Regions from separate parts of the Mus musculus genome. Here regions 1 and 3 are each linked to region 2. Evidence: chromatin contacts called from public Hi-C and HiChIP or PLAC-seq data. All regions are on one chromosome and are shown on one strand. The core of a region is the stretch at or near the end of the contact, and the rest is flanking DNA. Distances in the headings are between cores, read along the strand shown. Region 1 has its middle 23 kb from the start of Gm41879. Region 2 holds the start of Emx2 (empty spiracles homeobox 2). Region 3 has its middle 44 kb from the start of Gm41879.

What was found. Hi-C and Micro-C count contacts between places; a contact is called where the count stands out from the background. HiChIP or PLAC-seq counts read pairs in DNA pulled down with a chosen protein or histone mark.
Region 1: a contact with region 2 is called in an H3K4me3 HiChIP or PLAC-seq map of craniofacial prominence, with 6 times the contacts expected there. The contact joins the enhancer-like site here to the promoter of Emx2 in region 2. A contact is called at or near these places in 5 of 39 promoter capture datasets (embryonic stem cells, hippocampal neurons, liver and 1 more), 1 of 15 datasets of contacts at CTCF or cohesin (the NIH/3T3 cell line), 4 of 484 Hi-C or Micro-C datasets (cranial neural crest and uterus), 10 of 115 datasets of contacts at active chromatin or transcription factors (T-cell acute lymphoblastic leukemia, astrocytes, craniofacial prominence and 7 more) and 4 of 9 other capture datasets (embryonic stem cells, embryonic tail, embryonic trunk and 1 more).
Region 3: a contact with region 2 is called in a Hi-C map of uterus, with 2.0 times the contacts expected there. The contact joins the enhancer-like site here to the promoter of Emx2 in region 2. A contact is called at or near these places in 6 of 39 promoter capture datasets (the 3T3-L1 cell line, embryonic stem cells, hippocampal neurons and 2 more), 1 of 15 datasets of contacts at CTCF or cohesin (the NIH/3T3 cell line), 8 of 484 Hi-C or Micro-C datasets (embryonic stem cells, nephron progenitors and uterus), 12 of 115 datasets of contacts at active chromatin or transcription factors (T-cell acute lymphoblastic leukemia, astrocytes, craniofacial prominence and 6 more) and 3 of 9 other capture datasets (embryonic stem cells, liver and macrophages).

Annotation. Positions count from the first base shown.
Region 1 is chr19:60,014,377-60,017,453 of GRCm38.p6, forward strand. No RefSeq gene overlaps it. Among named protein-coding and RNA genes, the nearest start is that of Gm41879, 23 kb to the right of the region's middle. RefSeq lists an enhancer at 1,066-2,461. Within about 2 kb of position 1,690, at least 7 of the 459 cell types and tissues checked have an H3K27ac peak or open chromatin away from gene starts, as enhancers often do. A contact at or near this core is called in craniofacial prominence and embryonic limb bud, where this site is marked.
Region 2 is chr19:59,457,238-59,460,656 of GRCm38.p6, forward strand. Emx2 (empty spiracles homeobox 2) reads left to right here and starts at 1,453. Exons shown (of 3, transcript NM_010132.2): 1 at 1,453-2,387. The coding sequence starts at 1,979. It also overlaps Emx2os.
Region 3 is chr19:59,993,955-59,996,929 of GRCm38.p6, forward strand. No RefSeq gene overlaps it. Among named protein-coding and RNA genes, the nearest start is that of Gm41879, 44 kb to the right of the region's middle. Within about 2 kb of position 1,282, at least 4 of the 459 cell types and tissues checked have an H3K27ac peak or open chromatin away from gene starts, as enhancers often do. A contact at or near this core is called in uterus, where this site is marked.

The DNA.
Region 1 (3,077 bases), core at 440-2,939, 560 kb after region 2:
AGGAGGTTTTAAAGTTCTCGGTCTTGAGGACACCTCTTTAAATTCTCTTAACTCCTTGTGTTCTGGGGTCAGTGTTTTGAAGAGGGTCAAATAATAGAAAATGATTTTTCTCTTGTTTCTTACATTAACAAAAAGATGAGAACCAAAAGTTCAGAACTTAAGAAGAAAAGCCATCGCTGTATTGCAATGAAATTTTGTCTTTAATCTTTCCTAGGCCTCCACAAAAGTAGAGAATGGTCTAGGCCTGTGCACGGCAGAGCAAATGAATGACTGCAGAACTCACTTATTTTCACAGGGGTGGTATTTATTAAGCCTCTTGACTTTAACCTCACTCACAAAACTATTTTCACATGTAGATGTAATTATGAAATTGAGAGACCTTTCAATTTTGCTAAGAACTCTCAAGTTTGAAATTAGCGATAACCTTCTTTAGCCCCAGAGCTAGCCAAGGTGTACAGCTGACTAATGAAATTGGAAGCAGGAGGTTGGCCAGTTCAGTAAGTCAGATCTGCCGATAGCTACATGGCCGGGCCGGGTCAGTTTCCTGAAGAGCCATTTAAACTTAAGGTGACACACATGTTTATACAATTCATTAGTTATTTGATATTCAAGATAAGAAAGACAAAGATGCATCATTGATGCCATACCTGCTAAAATAAAAATAGCAAGAGTAACAGGGGTGGGGGTGGGGGGTCCTGCATCAAAGTTACCCAACACAATCATATCTCCTCAGCACCAATGTGGTAAGAAAATATACCTATCACAGGCCAGTGTGTCTGATTATTTCCCTCAAACAACAGATTTTACAACTTTGACTCCTTACATCCAATATGGCTGAAAAAAAAAAAAAAAAAAAGGATCGTCCTGCCAAGTCTTCAATGAGAACACAGGTCACAGAGACAGTCATGTTGTAGAATTTACCAGATGAATCCCTTTGCGAAGTAAGCAGAAAATGAAGAAAACCCAGATGGAATTTTAGGGTAAAGATAAAGACAGGATAGTGAGAATTCTCAGTATTTTTTTTAACTATTTCTTTTTCCCAAAGAAAACCAAACTAAAGTGTGTCAAAGTGAAGTGTAACGGGCTGTGCACTGTCCTCGGCAGACAGGGTGGCTCTGTCACCTGTTTGGGCCACCGTGAGTTTATTAGACCTCTGTAAAGCAAACCTGATGTGGGTCATGCGGCGGTCAGCTGCTCATCTCTGCTGTTGTCCCAACTGGCCCATCCAGCTACTCTGGGAAGAAGAGAATGGCTTCTTTAAGGAATCAGGCTATTTATAAAATAAATATTAAATCTAATATCTATTATGCTCAAATGATATTGTGGAGAGCTCCAGTGGCTGTATATTTGCTGAGCACCAGCCTCCTAGGAGTATAAATCGCCCCGTACTGAGGAGAAACACAATACAGTTCGCCAGAGACTCGGCTGCAAGGTGTAACTGCTTGTCTACGGGCAAGTAATGACTTGCGTTTTCAGCTGCTTCTTGGTAAGAGCCTTAGTAATTGGAATCAGTTATTCAAAACATCGCTAAATGTGATTTAAATGGCAAGGATTTAATAACAGAGAAAGAAGCCATTAAGGGGGTTCAAGCAGGGGAGAAGGGAATTCCGTTTTTTAGAGCAGAGGGAGAAAAATAAAGCAATTACTTGATGTAAAGGCCAGAAACAGGACTCCTGCTGTCAGGGAGAAATCAAATCTGTCAGCAATTAGTGAGGTCTTAGGAGGTAAAGAACTCTCCAGTGCTGAGCAGTGAATAAGGGGTTAGCAATTATATGAACTGATAAAAGTGTTCTGGTTTCCAAACAGCGGGTTAACAAGCCTTCCTTTTTCATAACTCGATGCAGATGTGACGGTCACACTTCAGGGTGTTTCTCCAGCAAAGTTCTATAGGACGCCCATCCCAAGCAACTCTCCATCTTAAACTGCATTCTCAGTACAAGCCCCAGACCAGGGGTAGGAGATTTGGATAGCAAAGATTTTCCTTCATTAAAAATCATGTCCCTTGAACATACAATTAGAAACAGAGAGTGAAATGGGAGATCTCTATTCCTGTCCATTCTTCCAGGAGGGTTGTGATTAAACAATAACTTCCCATGGTACGAGCTTGTCACTGAATAAGCAACGGGCTTCATTACTGAATGTTGTTAAGAGATATGTTTATCCATTTTCAGCCCACAGGTGACTCTGCTCTTTAAAAGTCTTTGGAATTGACAGATGCCAGGTCAGAACTCATTGTAAGTGAAGCCTGTGGGGAAGAAAGATAATTATTCAGTCATAAAGAGTTAGAGGGCTTGCTGTTTCACAACCAGGCATTTGAAAGGAGGCCATCTGAGCAGCCTCCTCTAGAACTTAGCCTCGCTGACTGTGAGGGTGACTTGTTTATATTTTCTGTGGCTTGTATACTGTTTGAAAGACATACGCCACAAGACCTAGGTAACACTCACAAAGAAATCAATCACCCGGAGCGTGCTACTGATCTCTCAATGGGAGACAATTAGACAAGTCCTTTTCTCTTTATATCCACACCAATAAATCCAGACTAAGACACTAAGGCACTGAGGGCTTCTTCTGCTTTTTGTACTGTATAAAGTAATTATGAGATCATTTAAATTTTTCCACTCAATGTACAGTGAAGGGATTTTCCATTTTGGGCAAAATTCTTCTGACCAAGAGATTCTTGCCTGCCCTCTTTTCTGGAAGATGAGGTCTGCGGAGCTCCTGGTACTGAAATATCTTTGTATCTTTTTTAAAGCTGAGGATCATGTTCATGCCAACAACCCTACATAGTGTCAGAGAGCAAAAACAGATATGAAGGTAGTTGGGAAGAAGGAGGTCAACAGGGGTGGGAGAAGCTTAAGAGAGAAAGAGGGAAAATGAAAACAGTACATCATATGCAATGTTTGTGTCAGTTACCTTGCACATGTGTATGAAGCTGATGAAAATATCTCATGTCATGTCACTGGAAAAGCTAAACTATGATCTTTAAGTGGAGCCTATGAAAGAAAGACACGGTCTTCTGCAAAGCATTGTGAAGAAGCTGAAGTAAGCATGGTACAGCAGCGCACATCTGACTATAA
Region 2 (3,419 bases), core at 203-2,702:
ATATTTTATCCCTCTTAGGATAAATGGCTTCGACCTGGGAGTAACAGATTTAAAGGACGCCAGAAAAAAATTATCATTAATTGTAAAATACCTGCTGGTACTTCACTTTAGAAGAATGTAATTGGCAAAGGGTGTGTGTGTGGGGGGGGGGAGGCGGCTGATGAATAGATAATAGATCTTTAACCACCAATAAACAGAGAGCAGCGCCAGCAGGCTGGGGGGATGTGATCATAATTATGCCTCAGCGTGAGCCAATGGGGACGAGAGAAGTCGGCCCTAAAATCATCCCAAAACCGAAGGCAAGCTCGAAAATGCGGACAGGGCCTAGGACCGGAGACACAATCCTAAGTGCCAGGTTGCGAAACCTGGATTTGTAGAGCAACCCAGCCCTGGGACAACAGATGTCAGAATAAAAATAGGTACAGTAATAATAGCAATAATGGGAACAGTGTCAACGCCACTAAGGACAATGGAACGATAACACAGTCATAACTTCAGCTTCTGACCTAGGACCCAAGACTCCTTTCCCAAATAACCCCACATTTCCCAGAAAGAGCTGTTTTGGGGACAGAAGTGACCACCCTCCAGAAAGGATAAGCAGAAACTCTTGGGTGCAAGCTGGAAGTCCACTGCCACGGTACAGGCGCAGCTGGCCCCTCAGGTTTGAACTTAAAAAAACGAACCAGCCGGGTCAAAGACTGCAAACGCGTGGACCCTGGAACCTCGAAGCTACGCTTGGTTGGAGGGGTGGGAGGACCCCCCCCCTCGAGCGCCTAGGAAACCTCGGGAGTTTTGCTGGGGGTGGGGATTGGTAGGAGTGAAGCGGGTTAGCCCTTGCCCGGAACCAGTCCCCGCCCGCTTACCCTCGCCGGGCGCCCGAAGCCATCTCAGTGACCCGGGCGCGGGCCTCCAGGGGACAACCGCAGCGGAGCTTAGGGTGTGAAGAAATCTGCGTGTCCGTCCGTGATTCAGTCCCATCAGCTCCAGCGCCGCAGGCTTAGGATCCAGGGGTCCGCAGCAAAGGCAGCGCAGCCCCGAGACTCTGCAGGGACCCGGGTGCCCCGGTGGGAGTGGTGTGGGTGCAGTAGGAGGCGGTGGCTGAGGGGGAGGAGGAGGGGGAAAGAGGAGGAGGAGGAAGAGGAGGAGGAGAGGAACGAGGAAGAGGAGGAGAAGAGGGAAGCGGAGGAGGCGAAGGAGGAGGAGAGAAGCCGCAGCGGGCGCCGCAGGAGCGAGGGAGCTAGCCCGGAGCGCAGGGCGAAGACACCAAGAGGTCGGCGGCCGGGCGGGCGGCTGGAGGCACAGCCGGGGCAGTAGCGCCGACTCCGTTCCATTCTGGGCCCGGATCCAGGCCTCCGGGTTCCCAGGCGTTCGCCTCCCTCTGACGCACTTTAAAGAGTCTCCCCCCTTCCACCTCAGGGCGAGTAATAGCGACCAATCATCAAGCCATTTACCAGGCTTCGGAGGAAGCTGTTTATGTGATCCCCGCACTAATTAGGCTCATGAACTAACAAATCGTTTGCACTACTAGTGAAGAAGCGAACACTTCCATGGATTGTCCTTGGACTTAGGGCGCCCTGCCCGCCTTTTGCAAAGGAGAGAAAACTTTTTTTTTGCCTCCCCGAAAACCCCCTCCCTGCCTCTAACTCCAATCTCCCCCCCCCCCACGCCACCTCGCTCAAAAAAATATTACCCCAATCCACGCCTGCAAATTCTTCTGGAAGGATTTTCCCCCCTCTCTCCAGGTTGGGCGCGTTTGGTGCAAGATTCTCGGGATCTTCGGCTTTGCCTCTCCTCCCCCTCCCCCTCCTTTCCTTTTTCCTTTCCTTTCTTCCTTCCTTCCTTTCCTTACCCCCACCCCCACCCCAAACAAACGAGTCCCCCATTCTCCTCGGTCCTCGCCGCGGGCAGCGGGCGGCGGAGGCAGCGCGCCGCGGTCGCCGGGAGCAGGGAGCCCAGCGCGCCCGCTCCTCGGCGCAGCATGTTTCAGCCGGCGCCCAAGCGCTGCTTCACCATCGAGTCGCTGGTGGCCAAGGACAGTCCCCTGCCTGCCTCGCGCTCCGAGGATCCCATCCGTCCCGCGGCACTCAGCTACGCCAATTCCAGTCCCATAAATCCGTTCCTCAACGGCTTCCACTCGGCCGCCGCCGCCGCCGCCGCCGGCAGGGGCGTCTACTCCAACCCGGACTTGGTGTTCGCCGAGGCGGTCTCGCACCCGCCCAACCCCGCCGTGCCGGTGCACCCGGTGCCGCCGCCGCACGCCCTGGCCGCCCACCCCCTGCCCTCCTCGCATTCGCCACACCCCCTCTTCGCCTCGCAGCAGCGGGACCCGTCCACCTTCTACCCCTGGCTCATCCACCGCTACCGATATCTGGGTCATCGCTTCCAAGGTACGTGCCACGTCGCGGAACTGAAGCACGCCGCTCCGGTCGCCTCCTTCATTGCGCCCGGCCTGCTCCGGGTGGGCGCTCCTCGAGGCCTGGACGGGCGGAGGTCAGCCCGGGTTCTTGGTTCTGAAACTGGGCAGCTAGGGGCCCGAGAGGCTTTGGTCCCCAGTCTCTGAAGCTCGTTTGGGTTACTGGCTTGCCCACTCCTTGACCCTTTGTAAAAGGGTGCAAACGAGGTGTCCCGTGGTTCGGGCCGGGGTCGGGCTGGCTGGGACACGATGCTGGGCGACGAAGCCCGCTGTCAAGAAGCTCTGAGCCCGCGAGGTCTTTGAATCCTGTTTCCCTGGACCGTGTTCCCGGCCGGTCTATCACTCAGGGACTCGGACAGGGCCACATGGCCAGGTTCACTGGACTTCAACTCTGCTCTACACTCACTCTATGTCCCCCCAGCCCAGACCCGCAACTTCTAGGTCTTCAACCCCTTTAAGGAGACAAGGAGACCTTGGAAACCTCAGAGCAAACTGTTTCCTTCCTCCTGCTCTGGAGGCCCAGGGAGGGGCGGGAAGAGAGCGAATAGAAACCTCCACAGCTCCACTAGTTCTCTCAGCGACCTGTTTAACCCGGGCACCCGCTGGACGTGGCGGGAAGTCGGGTTCCGTTTGGTCTTTGGTTGCTGATTTTTGTTTTTGTTTTTGTTCTTCCTGAGAGAAAGAAAGAAAGAAAGAAATTAAGAAAGAAATTTAAGAAAAGAAAAGAGAAAATCCAGTCGAGAGAAGGCCCGACAAGGGAAGATCTGTTTGGATATCTTCATTTTTTTCCCCGATTTAGTAATTTTGTATGCTTCTGGGTTGGGGTTGGTAAGAAAGTTAAAACTTTAGGAAAAGGGTTCGAATTAGTTTGCCGACTGCAGTCCATAAAAGACCTACCTCCGCCGGGCGCGATCGATAACGACGGGCTTTTCCATTCAATAACACTTCGCATTCCTGTCAGTCTAGACTCGGGTGTATGCCAGCTCGCCATTTTATATATTTATAT
Region 3 (2,975 bases), core at 32-2,531, 540 kb after region 2:
CACACTCAATCTACCTCATGTATGTTAACTGGATCAATCCCGCAAAGAACGAACAGGCTAAGAAAGAGCTGCCTGAGAGGCAGGAAGAAAACTGGAGCATGATTGTGTCCAGTAAGGTAAGAGGACCCAGTCCCTCAAGGCAGAATCTGTGATGGCTACAAATCTATCAGGGTAAGAGTGGGTAGATCCAAGTGGTGACCCTGATGAGTGTTGTATTACCACAGTGATGGGGCCTACAGATTAAGGGATGCAGATTACAGCTAGAGAAGTTTGGGGTTTTTTTGTTTTTTTGTTTTTTGTTTGTTTGCTTGCTTGCTTTTTGTTGTTTTGTTTTTAGAGTCATTACAAGAAAAGACCTCAATGAAGAAGGTACACTATGCAGTTAGAGGATTGGGAAAGAGGCAGCTGAGGCTTGACTGTAGGGGGAACTTAGCCTGGGAGCTAGGAGAGTTGTTGGTAGCTTGTTGTTGTTGTTGGGGGCAGGTAGAAGAAGGGAAGCTAGAACAAAAAGCCACAAATGGGCTTTCCAAAGGGCAGAGATATAAATATAAGTCCAAGCATAACTTGGCTAGTAGGGATATGGATCTGGGACTCATGAGCCAATAGAAAGGGTTCTACAAGTCAGGAGAGCAGATGAAAGGAAGATTCTAGAAGAATATGGAGAATGGGTATGCACTGAATGGGGTAAGAAGAGAGAACCTTCCTAGGTGAGCAATAATGAGGCCATATGTGAGCTTGGCCAGAGGAACTTATAGGTGGAGGATGAAGTTACATAGCAAGAAAGTGACACAGAGAAGACAGGGTTATGAAGGGAGGAGATTTCAAAGGAAAGGGGGGGATGGAAAGGTAAGATGCACTTGCAAAGACCCCTGGGACTGCTGGAGGACTCATGCCAAGAGAGCCACTTCCTGTGACCCTGCATCTATTGCCTTCAATTTGTAGCCTGGAAAAGCATCCTGCACAAAGCTCCTAGGTGAATTCAGGAGAAGAACAACTCAACAGGGAAAAAGAGGTATTCATACCTAAGATGTCAAGAGAATTCTGAAGAGCCAAAGACCTAAAGGAATTGGAAGAGGGCAAGATAACCCTAGACAAGAAGACATCCTCTTTTGTAACTCAAGAGAGCCCAGGGAAATTGTCAGGGGAACCTCATGTCCCCTGGCTGTAGCTGAGAGGTTGTTGCCTTCGTTTTTGTGTTTTCATAACCACATGGAGCATGCATGAGTCTAAGCAGATGAGTCACTCCACTAGATCAGGTCTTGTCCAGGTCACCATGACCTTCAGCATCACTGATGGTCATCTCTCAGCCTTCCTCTTACTCATGTACAGTGTTGGACACTGTTGATCAGTTGTTGTCCTTCAAAATAGTCTTTTCTAGTTGTGTTAGTATCCACATATACCTAATGTAGCTAGAAAAGATATATAGTATAAAAATATATATAATAAATAATATATGTGTGGATATATATACATATGTGTATATATGTGTGTGTGTGTGTATGTGTGTGTGTGTATAAAATGCTCCTCCGAATAATCTGAGCCCCATTTCTTTTTGTTGTTGTTGTTTTGTTTTTGTTTTGTTTTGTTTTTTCCAGGACAGGGTTTCTCTGTATAGCCCTGGCTGTCCTAGAACTCACTTTGCCCATTTCTTATTTTAGCCACCGCTATGAAAAAACATTCAAATGAAGGCTTGCCAACTTTGGGCTTTGTATAAGTTGACCATGACTCATTTCTCTTGCTTCCTATCCTGGGGCAAGAAAGAACTAGATGGCAGCAGAAACCAGATCACAGCAACTCATAAAAAAATCCAGGGATGCAGGGGAGTTCTCATCACTTGGAGCAACCTTTTGTTATCCCAGATGGATCTGATGGCCATGTGCTTATTCCATTTTGGAGGCTTGTTCCATACAGCATGAACCTTTCTTCCTCACTGCTCACAGCCCAAAGAACTGACTCACCACTATGGCTTCTTCCTATTCCTGTTTTGTTCTCCTTATTCCTTTCTGAAACCCATTTGAAAATAAACTGCTCCATATGTGGACCTCTATTTCAAACTTTCCTTAAGAAAAGACCAGGCTAAAAGTCCTGGTTTGGGGGTAGAATTCTAAGCATATCTGTACACACAGCTTCAACAGGCTATGCTACTTCACAGTGGGTCTGACTTCCAGCTGGTTGTAGATGTGCTGGAATCCTTTAGATGCTCAGATGTCAGTTGGTGACTTGAGATTATGTTGTTGGCTCATTCCATAACCTATATTATTATTTTCATCCCTATGAGGTTCAAGGGTATTTTGTTTGTGTCTACATGCCAGAGATTAGCACCACCCCACTTATCACTAGAAATAAGGTATGGTTGAGAAATGATCCTGCTTCCAAATCCTACCCTGGGTTCTGCTTCCTGGAGTCACTGAGGATACCAAGAGTCTTAATCTTAACTCCTCCAAAGAAGAGCCCCAAATGAAGGTCCATACACAGGTAGTTTGGTTTGAATGTAGTTCTCCAAGTAGAGGAGTAAGACAGAAGGACAGAAGACAAAGAAACCAGGATGGATGGATGGTCTCAATAAGATCTTCATATTTCCTAGATATTATGAAGTACATTTATCAACTTGTACTCAGGAGTAATGGGAAGTGTTTAACCAGGTGGTGTTACCAGCTTGGAAGAGACAAGGTAGAGAGAGGATGGCTAGTATGAGCTCTAAGCTGGAGTAGCTAGTTGTCAGAATGCCTTGACTGTCCCGTCCAGCAGGACTCAGTTATTTGTGGGTGCGAGGGGGACCACAAACCTGGGAGAAAATGAGATGGGAGAGAAAAGAGGAGTGGAGACCAAGTAGAACGTTCCTATCAAGGTCTCCGTTTATTAGGCTGAAACTCTGGGTTTTAAAGCATACATTGAGGGGAATAGGGAGGGGTTGAGGGGGAATTAACAAAGAACAAAGAAGTGGGCATCAGGGGACATGAGGGCCGAAGTCAGGC